2 separate regions of the Mus musculus genome follow, and region 2 is linked to region 1. Evidence: chromatin contacts called from public promoter capture Hi-C data. All regions are on one chromosome and are shown on one strand. Each heading gives the region's core, a stretch centred on a gene start, on an enhancer-like site or on the middle of the called end of the contact. The rest is flanking DNA. Distances are from core to core; before and after follow the strand shown. Region 1 overlaps Gm35696 (a long non-coding RNA gene). Region 2 overlaps Xpot (exportin, tRNA (nuclear export receptor for tRNAs)).

What was found. Capture Hi-C pulls out chosen DNA fragments and counts their contacts.
Region 2: a contact with region 1 is called in a promoter capture Hi-C map of pancreatic islet. The contact joins two enhancer-like sites. A contact is called at or near these places in 2 of 484 Hi-C or Micro-C datasets (the N1E-115 cell line and regulatory T cells), 3 of 115 datasets of contacts at active chromatin or transcription factors (embryonic stem cells, intestinal villus epithelium and pancreatic cancer cells) and 3 of 9 other capture datasets (adipose tissue, liver and pancreatic islet).

What each region holds. Positions count from the first base shown.
Region 1 is chr10:121,516,890-121,524,255 of GRCm38.p6, forward strand. Gm35696 (a long non-coding RNA gene) reads left to right here. Exons shown (of 3, transcript XR_872130.3): 2 at 5,908-6,079. Among named protein-coding and RNA genes, the nearest start is that of Gm35696, 10 kb to the left of the region's middle. Within about 2 kb of position 4,287, at least 93 of the 459 cell types and tissues checked have an H3K27ac peak or open chromatin away from gene starts, as enhancers often do. A contact at or near this core is called in pancreatic islet, where this site is marked.
Region 2 is chr10:121,607,016-121,614,381 of GRCm38.p6, forward strand. Xpot (exportin, tRNA (nuclear export receptor for tRNAs)) reads right to left here. Exons shown (of 25, transcript NM_001081056.2): 7 at 6,472-6,656; 8 at 6,208-6,376; 9 at 4,461-4,697; 10 at 2,682-2,720; 11 at 2,109-2,171; 12 at 496-620; 13 at 1-128. Among named protein-coding and RNA genes, the nearest start is that of Gm35816, 11 kb to the left of the region's middle. Within about 2 kb of position 2,571, at least 13 of the 459 cell types and tissues checked have an H3K27ac peak or open chromatin away from gene starts, as enhancers often do. A contact at or near this core is called in pancreatic islet, where this site is marked.

The DNA.
Region 1 (7,366 bases), core at 3,037-5,536:
GAGTGGCACACACCTTTAATCCCAGCACTTGGGAGGCAGAGGCAGGCAGATTTCTGAGTTCGAGGCCAGCCTAGTCTACAGAGTGAGTTCCAGGACTGCCAGGCCTACACAGAGAAACCCTGTCTTGAAAAATCAATCAATCCATCAATCAATTAATTAATTAATTAAAACAAAATAAATGTTAAAAATGACTGTGCAGGAAACTACAGATAAAATTATAGTTTGACAAGCTTTTTAACAAAGATTTATTTACTATTATACATAAGTACACTTTAGCTGTCTTCTGACACACCAGAGGAGGGCCTCAGATCCCACTACAGATGGTTGTGAGCCACCATGTGGTTGCTGGGATTTGAACTCAGGACCTCTGGAAGAGCAGTCAGTGCTCTTAACCACTGAGCCATCTCCCCGGCTGTAGTTTGACAACCTTGCTTATGAACTTCTGGTGTCTCAGTCAGTGTTCTATTGCTGTGAAGAGACACCATGACGAAGTCAACTCTTATAAAAGAAAGCATTTCATTGGAAGCTAGCTTACAGTTTCAGAGGTTTAGTCCATTATCATCATGACAATGAGCATGGCAGCACACAGGTAGACTTGCTGCTGAGGGGTTTCTAAGAGTTCCTGAGGGTGTATCTAAGAGTCTCTACAGCCAGATTCGTAGGTGATAGGAAGACTGTGAGTAGCTTGAGCGTGTGAGACCTCAAAGCCCGCCCCCACAGTGACACACTTTCTCCAACAAGGCCACACTTCTTAGTAGTGCCACTCCCTATGAGCCAAGTATTCAAACCCATAGGCCATACCCATTCAAACCACCACAGCTGGTAAGGGTGTAAGATGATATTCGTTCCATTTATGAATTTTTAAGTGCATGATTTGGGAGGGGGTAACCATAGACACAGCCCGGCAGTTAAGAGTGTATATTGCTCTTGGGAAGAGCTGGAGTTCCATTCTTGTCACCCACGTGACTCAGCTCACAACTGACTATAACTTCAGCTCCAGGGGCATCCAATGTTGCTGACCTATAGGCACAAACCACACATGGACACATCATTTAAAATCATGGACATTTTAAAGAGAGCTACTAGTGGTGCAAGACCAAGAAGTCTCCCTCAGGAACCTGCACTGAGGAACGGAGCAGAAAGTAGGGGTGGATGTTTATATAAAAATAATATTCCTGGGCTGGAGAGATGGCTCAGTGGTTAAGAACATTGACTGCTCTTCCAGAGGTCCTGAGTTCAATTCCCAGCAACCACATGGTGGCTCACAACCATTTGTAATGGGACCTGATGCCCTCTTCTGGGTTGTCTGAAGACAGCTGCAGTGTGTACACTTATAAATAAAATAAATCACCGGGTGGTGATGGCACACACGTTTAATCCCAGCACTTGGGAGGTAGAGGCAGGTGGATTTCTGAGTTCGAGGCCAGCCTGGTTTACAAAGTGTGTTCCAGGACAGCCAGGGCTATACAGAGAAACCCTGTCTTGAAAAAACCAAAAATAAGTAAATAAATAAGTAAAATAAATCTTTTTTTAAAAAGGAAGCTTCAGTTAAAAAAAAAATTCTCTATGTGGTGGTAGTGCGTGCCTATAATCCTGGCACTAAAGTTGAGCCAAGAAGACCGTGAATATGAAGCCGGTCAGGTCTACACAGAAAATACTAGGCCAGCCTGAGTGAGATATGTGATCCTCATCTTAAAAAAAAAAAGTTACTATTACTGCAGTTTTATTTATAACATTAGGAAACAACAACAACAATGGCTAGAGAGATGGCTCAGTGGTTAAGAGCACTGACTGCTCTTCCAAAGGTCCAGAGTTCAAATTTTCAGCAACCACATGGTGGCTCACAACCATCTGTAATGGGATCCGATGCCCTCTTCTGAAGACAGCTACAGTGTACTTATATATAATACATAAATAAATCTTTTAAAGAGAGAGAGAGAGAGAGAGAGAGAGAGAGAGAGAGAGAGAGAGAGAGAAAGAAACAACAATGAAACCAGGAAGAGTTCAATCAAGTCTAAGATGCAGTGTTAGAACAAGGAAGCCATGCTTTCACAATGGGATGAGCGGAGACGAAGCTATGCCTTTCTGTCTGTACAATTCTAGTTTTACCAAGAAATAACTGTAAACAGTGCACAGTCACAAACGACAGGAATTGAAGGTACTCAGGAATTCAGAGCAAGTGTCTCCACTTGGGGGATGACAGGAAGTTTAAACGTTTTTTTCCCCTCAAACTTTGTTACATGTTCCAAATTCTCTGTAATAATTGTCTATTACATTCATAATAAGAAAATTTGTGCAGTACAAAAGTCAGCCAGATTTGAGCTTCCTAATCTTCACAGCTATAAATGTAGAAAGTGAATGTCAGGTTTTATTAAAATTTAAGTTCAGGACTGGAGAGACTGCTTAGCTGTTAGGAACACTGGCTGCTCTTCTAGAGGTCCTGAGTTCAAATACCAGCCACCACCTGGTGGCTTAAGACCATCTATAAAGGGAGGTAATGTCCTCTTCTGTCATGCAGGCACACATGCAAATAGAGCCCTCATAATACAAATAAATACATCTTTTTTTAAACAAAACAAAAATCTAAGTTTAGGGAATAACTAAATATGTTAGAGTTTTTTGTTATTAAGTGTATCTGTGTGTATGCAGGTAGGGGTGTGTGTGTGTATGTGTGTATGTGTGTGTGTGTGTGTGTGTGTGTGTTCAGTAAGTCAAAAATCCACCTCTGGTATTGTTCCTCAGGAAAATTAATATTTATTTATTTATTTCGGAGTCCAGGTCTCTCACCAGCCTGGAATTCATTAAGTAGGTTAGTCTGGCTGGCCACTGAGCCCCGGGGAGCTGCCTGTCTCCACTTCCTCAGCTCTGGGGTTACAAGTGTGTGTCACCATGCCCTGATTTTTTGACATGGGCTTTTGGGCTCAAACTTGTGTCTTTTTGCTTGCAGGGCAAAGGCACCTACTAAACCATCTCCCCGGTCCCTGAAGCCCAGGCTGACCTCACACTTCCTCTGCTGTGAACCTTGACCCCTGCCTCCACCTCTATGGCTGGGACCACAGGTCAAGTTTACAGTTTCTCTTTCATTTTGGGAGACAGAGTCTTTCTCTGTAGCTCAGGCTAGCCTGAGATCTCATCATGTAACTGTGGCAAACCTCTTGCCTCAGCTTCCTATGTCTTGGGATTAAGGTATACAGCACTGGCTAGCTATGTATGTATGTATGTATGTATGTATGTATGTATGCATGCATGTATGTATGTATTTATTTATTTAATGTGACGTTAAAGTGAAACCCGGGACTTCGTGAATTATTCTAGATGAGCTACTTTCCCATTCCTAAATATATTTCATTTTGAAATTTTATCTTTAGACTTCTTTATTTTATATGCATCGGTGTTTTGCCTACATATGTGTATAGACACCGCATGCATGCCTGGTACCTGAGAAGGTCAGAAGAGGGGGTGGGATCTCTGGAACTAGAGTTATAGATGTCTGTGAGTCAACATGTGGGTACTGGGAATTGAACTCAAGTCCTCTGCAAAAGTAACAAGGGCTCCCAATCACCGAGTCGTCTCTTCAAGTCCCCTCAGCCCTGAATACACTTTAAAGGAGGACTTACAGTTGAAAAGAGTTTTAACACAGTATTTTGGCGGATTAGTTGGTAAGACATCTGGTGTGCATATAGGAACTTGAATGTGGATTCCCCGAATCCATCGTCAGACCAGGCTTTTTATGTGAGCGACCAAAACGCAGGTTCTCTTGAGCATAGAACAAGTACTTGATCAACTTTACTGACTTTCTAGCCCTCTACTTTAAAAACATCGATACAATGTCTACAGCTGGTGACTATTTGTTACAGTCTTATAGAGAACAAAAAGAGAGGAATTTGAAGTTTCATAAAACAAGAGAAATACTACTTAAGAAGCTAAAAATGCTAGTTCTCCTGACTTGCTCACTCCACATCATATGCATGTAGCCAATTTTGACTCTGTGCCTTTGTGGCAGGAGGGGTGTTGAGACAGACAAAGCCCTGGCTGTCGTGGAACTCACTGCATAAACCAGGCTGGCTTCAAACTCACAACAGAGATCAAAGAGATGGCCTGTCTCTGCCTCCTGAGTGCTGGGACAAAAGGTGTACCCTACCAGCCAGGCTGACTCTGTGCCCTTTATATATGCACAAATAGTATCTGCCCATTAGGAACGGAAGGTGAGTCATACAAGCTGTGGGGTTCAGGTACCCTTTGAGTCACTTCCTGGAGCATTTGTTTAATTAAACTTTACACTGTGCTCAAGTCAAACAGGCATGCTTGTCTCTGGAGCTCCACAGAGGGCCTCTGAGTCATCCGATTAAGGTATCCAGATGCTACTCCAAATCCATTCTAGTCTCCAGGAGAGGAGGGCGCCTTCTGAAGCTATTGTTAAGGCTGGAACATCTCGGAGGGACTCCCACCCACAGCAATCTATCATCCATTACCAAGAAGGAAGCCATCCGGCTGCCAGCAGGGCCCTTATTCAAGCCCCTTACCGATTCCTCATGGGCTCCCTCAGCTCCTGCCAAGTGTAATTAAGCTGTGGCGTGGGGACCTCCACATGCGAGCCACACATGTAGAACAAACTCTTCAAAAGAGCCTCGGCCTTTCTGATTAAGAGTCAGTTTGGCGAGCAAAGAACAAGGGCCGAACTGTGTTGTGTATCTGGTCTTTCGTGCTCGGTGTTAGTTGGGGGGTGGGGGTGGGGGTGGGGCAGGGAGAGTGAGCCTCTTGATTCCAAAGAGTGCCTCTTACACAGAAAGGCGGCTGAACTGTGTTGAGAAACTTCAGACAAGATACTGAGAGATCATTTCAATCTAGTGCCCAGACTTTGGAAAAAATTAGCAGCTTTTTAGTAAGAAACCTACATGTCAGGAGAGGGATGTTAACGTTTGCAGAGGAGTGGTCATTTTTGCCCTATCCTGGCACTTCTGGAATCTTAGCAGGTACAGAGGATAGAGGTGCTGGAGTGGTGACAGGAACCAGCTGAGGCCCTTAAGCAGGCCATCACCCCCACTAGCTAATGTCGCTTCTCAGCTGTCCCATTTCTCATGGTTCTAGTCACCCCAAGACAAGCTTGATCTGAAGATATTAAGTGAGAGACTGCAGAAATCTGTAATTCCTGAGTTGAAAAATCATTACTGTTGCTATATTTTCGAGACAGTGTCTCTGTCATCCAGGCTGTCCTGAAACTCACTGTATAGCCCACAGTATTTTTAAACCATGGTAATCCTCCTGCCTCAGCCTCCCAAGTGGTAGGATTAATATCATAAGGGTGAACCCACCATGCCTGGCTTAAAGAATGTTTATTGGGCTGGTGAGATGGCTCAGCAGGTAAGAGCACTGACTGCTCTTCCGAAGGTCCTGAGTTCAAATCCCAGCAACCACATGGTGACTCACAACCACCCGTAATGATATCTGACTCCCTCTTCTGGTGTGTCTGAAGTCAGCTACAGTGAGTGTACTTATGTATAATAATAAATAAATCTTTAGGCTGGAGCAAGCAGGGACTGAGTGAGTGGGAGTTGACCAGAGCAGAGGTCTTAAAAATTCAATCCCCAACAACCACATGAAGGCTCACAACCATCTGTACGGCTACAGTGTACTCACATATGTAAAATAATTAAATAAATAAATCTTTAAAAAGAGAATGTTTATCATAGTGTTTCTTTAGTAATCATTGCTGATCTTTTACTATGTCTAATTAATAAGAAATTTTTGTAGGTATGCACATATAGAAAAATATATCTAAATAGGGTTTGGGACTTCTTTGAGGTTCAAAGTGTCAACTGAGGACTTAGAGCACACCTATATTACAGGTGTGTCCCTAAGACTCTAATGTCACTTGAAGTTTTCTCTCTCTGTGTTTCATGCTTACAGTTCAAGACGGGAAGCCCCAGCATCAAGTGTCTGCCGCCACTTCTGCTGCCTGCTGCCTGCTGCCATGCTTCCCCGCCAGGATAGACTCTGACCTGCAGGAATTATCAGCCCCAAAACAAACCTTTTCTTCTATAAGTCACCTTGTTCATGTGTTTATGACAATGCCGGAAAGGTAATAAATACCTCAGAAAAAACAACCATCACAATTCCAAGTTCATGTTCTGTGGGCATGGAAAACAAGCCTTTCAACAGCCTGCCCCTGTGCATCCGAGTGACTGGCAGATTAAAGCCCTGTGCTCTTTGACAAATCCGTTGGCCTACCCTACCATGTTATTTATAAAATTGTGATACGCCCTAAGGAAAGACATAATGATAAAGAGCTGTCACGGATCTGATTGGCTGAGGCTACCTGGGCAAGCCACAGGTTCATTCTTCCAGCATGTGAATGGCAGGCAGAAGCTCAGAATGCTGCAGGAGCAAGTGACATGTCTTCCTACCTGGCCGTTCCTTTTGCTGGGGTGTCTTACTTCATAAGAGGACATGCAACTCAGCCACTTGCCATTCTGAGGACAGTCCAGATGTAGCAGGTCCCGGCAGTGAGCGTGGCAGATATATTTACCTTCTGAAACAGAAAACGCAGACGGCTTTTGTGAAGATGAACAGGGCTCTCTGTCCACCCCATAGGCAAAGGGAAATCTAAGTCCCGCAAACAACATAACCCAAAGTAATGAGAACAAATTAGCCCCGTCAGTTCACAAGAAAAGGCTAAACTGCTAAAAGTTCTAGGCAATCCTGGATTTCGCTGAGACGCAGTCAGGGCTTTATTGTCTCTTTATTATCTTTTATAAAAGCAGGGTATTGGGTATGTTGGCTGATTGTTTTTTGAGATACAGTCTCATCCCATAGCCTACCTGACTTCACCTCAAGCTCTTTGTTTTATTTTGGTTTTGTTTGTTTGTTTGTTTGTTTGTTTTTAAAGATTTATTTTATATATATGAGTACACTGTTGCTGTCTTCAAGACACAGACACACCAGAAGAGGGCATCAGATCTCATTACAGATGGTTGTGAACCACCATGTGGTTGCTGGGAACTGAACTCAGGACCTCTGGAAGAGCAGCCAGTGCTCTTAACCACTGAGCCATTTTCTTAACTTTATTTTATGTGGGTGTTGCATGTATGTCTGTATATGACATGTTGCATGCATGTCTGTATATGACATGTTGCATGTATGTCTGTATATGACATGTTGCATGTATGTCTGTATATGACATGTTGCATGTATGTCTGTATATGACATGTTGCATGTATGTCTGTATATGACATGTTGCATGTATGTCTGTATATGACATGCTCATGGGGGCAAAAGAAGATATCAAATCCCCTGAACCAGGAGTTACAGATGGTTGTGAGCCATCATGTGGGTGCTGAGAATCAAACATGGGCCCAGGGTTCTTTTT
Region 2 (7,366 bases), core at 1,321-3,820, 88 kb after region 1:
GCAAAGCACTCGCTTTTGACACGTCACCTGAGAAGTGAGCGCCGTGGGACACCGGGAGAGCTTCCGCCAGCATGTACAGCAACCGCACGGCTACTTCAACCTCCATGAAGCGCGTGGTCTGCCAGTTCCTACCAAGGCACAGTATCGTATGTCTGTGAGATCTCAACGTGAACATTCTGTAGTACTTTAGATACACAGGACAGAAACCCACCACAGTCCTCTCAACGACATTGCCACCTGCTCCTCTAATGAGCCCTCATTATCCACACTCCTGTAACCAACCCAAGGAAACCCAGGGTTCCCAACAACCATGGGAGGGGAAAAGAGACAGAAACAGCATGAGGGTGAAGGTGGTGGGAACACATGCAACGCAACTTAAATCACAGAGGTAGAGACAGGAGATATCACAGAAGCAAAGCAAGCTGTTTGCAGACCCGTGAGGAGAGGTGAACACGACGGAGCCGAGAGGAGAGCTTACTCAGGCGGAAGACTTACTGCAGCGTGGCACTGAAGACCCTGCGAACAGAAGCCAGCACGAGCTCCGGGGACACCTGAGCAAGTCTGTCCAACAGTAACTTCAGCTGTTTTCTGTATTCTACAAACATGGCTTCATCTTCACCCTGTGACACAAGTTAAAAGCCCTGTCTTAAAGTTTTAAGGCGCCAGCATCAAGATGACTCAGCTATTAGGAGCACTCAGGGTGGGAGGAGGGAGCCAACACCCAAAGCTGTCCTCAAGTCTCCACAGCCATACCCTGGCCCGCGCTCACAACTGCACACACAATAAGGATGGATATATCTATCTATATCTATCTATCTCAACCATTCACGCACACACACGTACACACACATCAATACACATAGACCCCTATATATTTAATTTTGAGATCTTAAAATTACATAATTGATCAGTTACCTCATGCCTTTTATCTTCAAATAATTAAAAAAAAATCATAACGGCTCAGCAGCACTTCCCTTCTGCTGCTCATTAACTAGTAATTCCAAAATTAACCATAGCCATCAAAGGCCTGGGTCCTAAGGCCCCTGGAGGAGGGCAGGGCCAAGCATTAGGGTATGGGGCCGCATCAGGTTTGAGACTTGCCTGTGCTCTCTGCTCCCCCTCCCCACCAAATACTGACAACATTAGGAAGGCCTGGGGCTGCTGTGTTGCTCACTGTCACTATTACTCTGTGACATCCATTTCTAATACAGCATCTTAGCACACGGCTAACCAACATGTGCCCGAGTTTCCAGGAAGCAGTGGACAGCCCCTGAAATTAGCAGGAGGCTGATGCTCACGAGCCTGGACAAGTCTTGTAGCTGAACAAGTCCGGGCAGGGAAGGCCCCTTCTCACCCTCCCTACTGGCTGGTGACCTGAGGCCTGTTGACTGGGCCTTGATCCAGCACTCTGATTAAACGTAAACCGAGAGAAGATCATCGGGTACCGCTTTTCTTTCCTTTCCTGCCATAGACATAATCCAGGACCTGCGTGTAATAAGCAAACGCTCTACCACTGACCTGCACCCCAAACACACACCATTTTTTTAAAAAATAGGATTCTTGTTTTTTTGTTTTGAGAAAGACTCTCACTACGCAGCCCAGTACGTAGCCCAGGCTGGCTTCACATTTATGACAGTATTTTTTTTCTAAGGCTGCCAACTGCTGGGATTTCAGGCATGCGCGCGTGCGTGTGTGGTGTGTGTCATGTTCTCTCATGAAGGCCTGGGACTCGGTGTCTAGGCCAGGCAATGTACTCCAGGGATCCACCCCCCCACTTGCCTTCCTCGCTCTGGGACAACAAGCTCACATCACCAAGTCCAGCCTTCCAGTCATTAAGCCCTGATCTTAATGCTTACACAGCAAGCACTTTGCCAGATGCCCCCCAACCCCTTAGACAACGAAGGATTCAGAGGTCTCTGTAAGTGTCACCCCAAACTAGCAGTGATACAAATAACTCCACCAGTATAAACAAGGTTGATTAAAACACACTAAATTTTTTTTTTTTTTTGGTTTGGTTTAAAGGGCTCTAAAACTAAAATATAAATTACTAATTTGCTGCAAACAAACAATAAAATTAAAACTTTTTTCTTTGGTGCACAACTCCTTACCTCATTTTCAAAGTTATATTCTTCATCATAAGTCAATTTTTTCATAACGGCCAACATGATTGCCTAAAATCAGTAATAAAATAGCATGTTAGTTCTTTTTTTGTTGTTTTTCGAGACAGGGTTTCTCTGTGTAGCCCTGGCTGTCCTGAACTCACTCTGTAGACCAGGCTGGTTGTTCTTTTTAATCTGGAAGTCTCCAAGGCAAGACCATCAGCTTTAGATGGTCTTGCCTCACCCACTGCAAGGGCTCAGGGAATCTCATGGGAGCAGAGGTGGAAGCGAGACATGGGGTGGAGTCTGCCTTGAAGGGAGACTACTTAAGACTCAGGAAACAAACAACTCACCAGAAGTCCCTAAAGCTCACCAGCCTCACTAAGCCCCGCCCCCCCAGGGCCCTTCACCCAGGAAGGACTGCAGGGAATGGACTCTAACACGTGGTGCAGAGAACTCCGAGACTGTGGCTTTTCAGTGAAGCAGCTGCCTCCATGGAGCAATCCCTCACCCACTGAGAGGTGAGGAACCCCGACTGACTTGGGAAAACAGATCTACACTGGTTTGAAAGAAGCCACTTACCTCTACATTAGCTTTTTGCTGATCCGAGAGCACAGGAAGCTTAAAATAAAAAGTAAACAACATTTACTTGGTTTTCTGATGCTATATTTGCTTATCAAAGTATTTTCTAATCAATTCTTCTAAGACATACACAATGGAGCTTCTGGCACAATTAGGGGTCAGAACATTTTCCAGCATTCACAGGTCCCCGGGTCTAATATGAAAATAAAATACACACATTTCTGCTGAGTAGTCTGACAGCAAATCTATAGTTAACAGATTCCCATTTAGATGTAATAATTTTGTCTAATAAATATCTTAATATATAGGCAAAAGATAATTAGATTGAGTCTTTTATCATATATTTAGAAAGAATTATGCTGTATGCATTGAAGGACGCTTTTGCTGTTTTGAGACTCACTATTTAGTCACGGTACCTGAAACTCATGCTATTGCCCAGACTGTCCTTGAACTCAGAGATCTACCTGTCACACCGACAGCTGAGATTAAAGGCATGCACAATCACGCTCAGCTTTTTACAAACAGTGCAAAGGAAAGCTAAGATAAATCACTGCGGGAAGATCAGTTTCTCCACTGCTATTCCCTTAACTCTGCATGTAAGCGGTTCTATTGCTAAGAATTAAGGGCTGGGTGGAGAGGAAGCTCAGCGGCAGGGCGTGCTGAGCATGGTCCAGGCTCTGAATTCAGTTCCCAGCACTGCAAACAAAACCTAACTCATCAGCCCACAGAGGGGTGATGGTGTGGAATGCTGACCTCTGAGCATGGAGGCCCCTGCACCCACAGAGTCAGCCCCTGTGGTTAACTTATCAGGAATGGGCCACCAGCACTCTGACGAGGATTGCAGGAGGAAGGGGAAGGGGAAGGGGGTCCATGAGGCCCCACCCCTTCCTTGAGGAGCTGTTATAGCTGCTAAGGAACAGGGAGAGATTTTCTTCAGTGATGCAGCCTCTGGGAGGGGGCTCATGCTCTGTATACAACCCCTCGCCTACACTCCTATGAACAACTGTAATGAAATTCATTAAACCCCAAAGGACATCAAAGCAGGACTCAGAAGGAGACAAAGGTACCGGTAGGACAAGAGGGGACAAGAATGGGTAATGGGGGAGAGGTGGGATTGAAATGTATTATATACATGTATAGAAGTCATTCGGAAACACTAAGTATAATTAGTATGTAGGAACAAAACTGTAGCAGAGTAGGAATGGCCTCTCATCCTGTGTCAGGATGGAGTTAATGAATCTTTACAACACTGCACAGCACCGTATGGAAACCACAACATTTCATGCTGTTACTGGGAAACCACTGTCAAAGGGAGGAATTTAACACATTTCCACTATGTGCGGGGACAAATTCAGTTTTAAAACAACAGAAACAAAGAAAACAAGCCCAGGCTGTGTTTATGACTTAGGTGTGTGTGTCATGCTGCTCAAGCTGGTCTTGAACTCGCAGCAGAGCCGTCCACAACCCTGAGCCCAGCGCCCACCCATCCCAAGTGCTGCGTTCCCAGGCATGGCTCACATGTCCAGCCCAAAGTCTGCAACTTAATCACTGTTTGTCTAAATTTAATTTTTAAAGTAACAACTAAAAAAATACAAAATGCAGTAAATAATTAATATGATATATATAGATATACATCTATATCTATATATATATGTGTGTGTGTGTGTGTGTATCTATCTACCCATCTATATAACTATCATCTATATGTGTGTCTTGTCTTTTTTAGTATTTTCACTTTTTATCAGTTCTTTCTATATCCAAGAGACAGCACTGGCTTACCTGTTTCAGGATATGGAGATAATCATAACAAAACCCAATGATGTTGGAGGAAATGTCATCGTCCTCGTGAACTAGCAGCTGTAACATAAGTGGCACTTTTGTCTCAATAGCTTCCAGTGCCTCCTGCGCATTCTTGACAGCCCCATTCTTAATTAATTTAGTCCAGCTAACTATTAACGACTGTCCCATTCCATTTACCAGCTTAGAAAATCTGGCCACGAAGTCCAAATCTTCTTCCTAGAAGCAAGAAGCAAAGCCCTGGATTACATCCGTCTGCCTTGGGCAGGAGGAAAACCTCTGACCCTTAGCCAATTACAGGGCTCAATGTAAAAAGACAAATGATGCAATCCGTGATTGACGCACAGGGGTTTGTGTGGGTGGGCGAATGTGCCACAGTCAACAGCCAGCTCCTCCCTCTACCACGGCTCTCAGGGACGGCACTCAGGCCACAGCATCTCAACGGAAGTGCTTTTACCTGCTGAGCACTCCCCTGCACCCCAGAACTCAACATTAAGACAACTACCAATTTTGTCAATGTGATAGAAACATTATCAGAATTTGAATTTTTCTGCAACCATCATTATCCAATAGTACTTTAAAAGCAACTTAAATGTTTGCCTGCATGTACATCCATGCAACATGTATGCCTGGTGCTTAGAGAAGCCGGAAGAGGGCACAGGGTCCCCAGGAACTGCAGTTACAGACTCTGGAAGACAGATGCCCAGTGTTCTTAACCACCCAGTCATTTCTCCATTAGCAACTGTATTTTATGTGTGAGTACACTGTAGCTGTCTTCAGACACACCAGAAGAAGCCATCAAATCCCATTACAGATGGTTGTGAGCCACCATATGGTTGCTAGGAATTGAACTCAGGACCTCTAAAAGAGCAGTCAGTGCTCTTAGCCCATAGTAACTGTATTTTAATGAAGATAGTCCTGTGGATATTACCAATCTTGTTAAAATAAATAAATAAATAACAGGGGTGGGTGGGTAGGCGTAAATGAAAGAAATCTTTGACCCTTCTTCCCTAAGTGCCCATTACTGAGCACAGTCTATGACATCAATGCTGCTGCACTGTGTGTAACACTTACAACAGTCCTTCCTTTCTGAGACTGTTTCACTCAGGCCTTAACTTTCCTACAAAGACACAAAGTTACTACATGGTGGCGGGCTTCCAAGTCTCTGCCAGTGGTACAGGAAGGCCTGGGTTATTTAATTACCCTTCAACCGTCCTCCCATAGAGACAGGGGCTCTATCTTTGAGATTATTTTCTTAAGCAACCTCAGATTCTAAGGAAGACGGGAGAAGGTAATAATAAAGCTATCCTGGGTCCATGAAGAAGGATCCTCCTAATGCCGCGTTACTGTCATTGTCACCAGTAAAAAGCTGTCTCAGGATCAAGCAAGGCCACGCCAAGCCGGGGCCCAGGCAGTGAAGGAGAGAGTTGACTCTAGGAAGCCGTCATCTCACCTCTCCAAAGGCACTTGCACACACGCATGCGCACAGATGTGCGCTACACAAATTACATTAAAAGCTCAGAGACGTCCGAGGAAGCCTTTTCTTCAGCGCTGCAAACTTGCAAAATGCACGCACCATCCTGGGTGGGTGTGACCAAGTGTGCAAGGAACATGCCGCTGATCCTAGCTGTGGTCACCGTCAGTCCAAGGACAGTCCCCAAAACTCGGGGGTTGAGGGGGAAAGCTACTCTAACAGTTTTCAAAGCTTAGGTTTAAGACATCCACTGACCTGGTCAATGCTGAAAAACCCAGCAGTCTGTAATACTTGACACAGGGACTCTACGAGTTTCATCTTATCCACAGGGTCCATCCCTTTATTTACAATCTCGAACAAGCAGTCACATGCTTCTTCCCGTAGAACCTCTACGGACATGTGACCTAGCAGCATATTTATAAACCTGGTGGCGGGAAGAGAAGGGTAAACACCTTCAGTTCCCGAGTTTTAGAAACCGACTCTGCAGGTCAGCAGTCTAAGAGTCACAGGCATACGCACCTATCATTGGCTATAAGGGATAAGTCTATCCAGGAGACGTAGGCCCCAACTACTTCAAGGCACTGGCACAGCACTTCTGAATTCGTATACTGGTAGTTGTGTAAAATCTGGTACCACGATTCCACCAGATTTGGAATGCACTGCTCCCGCATGGTGTCTTTTATCAGTGTGTTCCTTCGAGCCTCCTAGACACAAAGCAGCAGAGACAGGGAAGGTTTCAAAGCAGCACTTGATGTCCAAGCACGGCGGCACCGTGACTTCCTCTGCAGGAAACTTCCAGGCCTGCTCACACTCCCGTACCGCGGCTTCCTATCTGCTCTACAATTACATCCTGTGATTCTCGGGGCTTCCTTTTTCCGTTCTACTCCTCGGTGCCAGACTTAGTTCATTAAATACAAACCTATAAATAAGCACTGCTTGCAAGTTTTAAGCATGTGAAATTATTTCTAAATATTACACAAACATGGTACTTAGGCTGTTTAGAAATGGCAGTGACTTAAACGTGCATTGTCCTTTAAATTTATGAGTATTTTAGTTACTATCATCAAACTATTATACATTTAAAGCTGTCTCCAGTTCCACTTTTGTTTCTTCCTTTATAAGTCAGGTTCTTGATATATGACTCAGGATGGCTGCAAGCTTGGGCACCCCCCATCCCAGTTTCCCAAACGCTTGCTAGAAATAGCCAATTAAAACAATCACACTCAGCCGGGCATGGTGGCACACGCCTTTAATCCCAGCACTCGGGAGGCAGAAGCAGGCGGATTTCTGAGTTTGAGGCCAGCCTGGTCTACAGAGTGAGTTCCAGGACAGCCAGGGCTATTCAGAAAAACCCTGTCTCAAAAAAAAAAAAAAAAAAAAAAAAAAAAAACAAACCAAAAACCAAAACCAACCC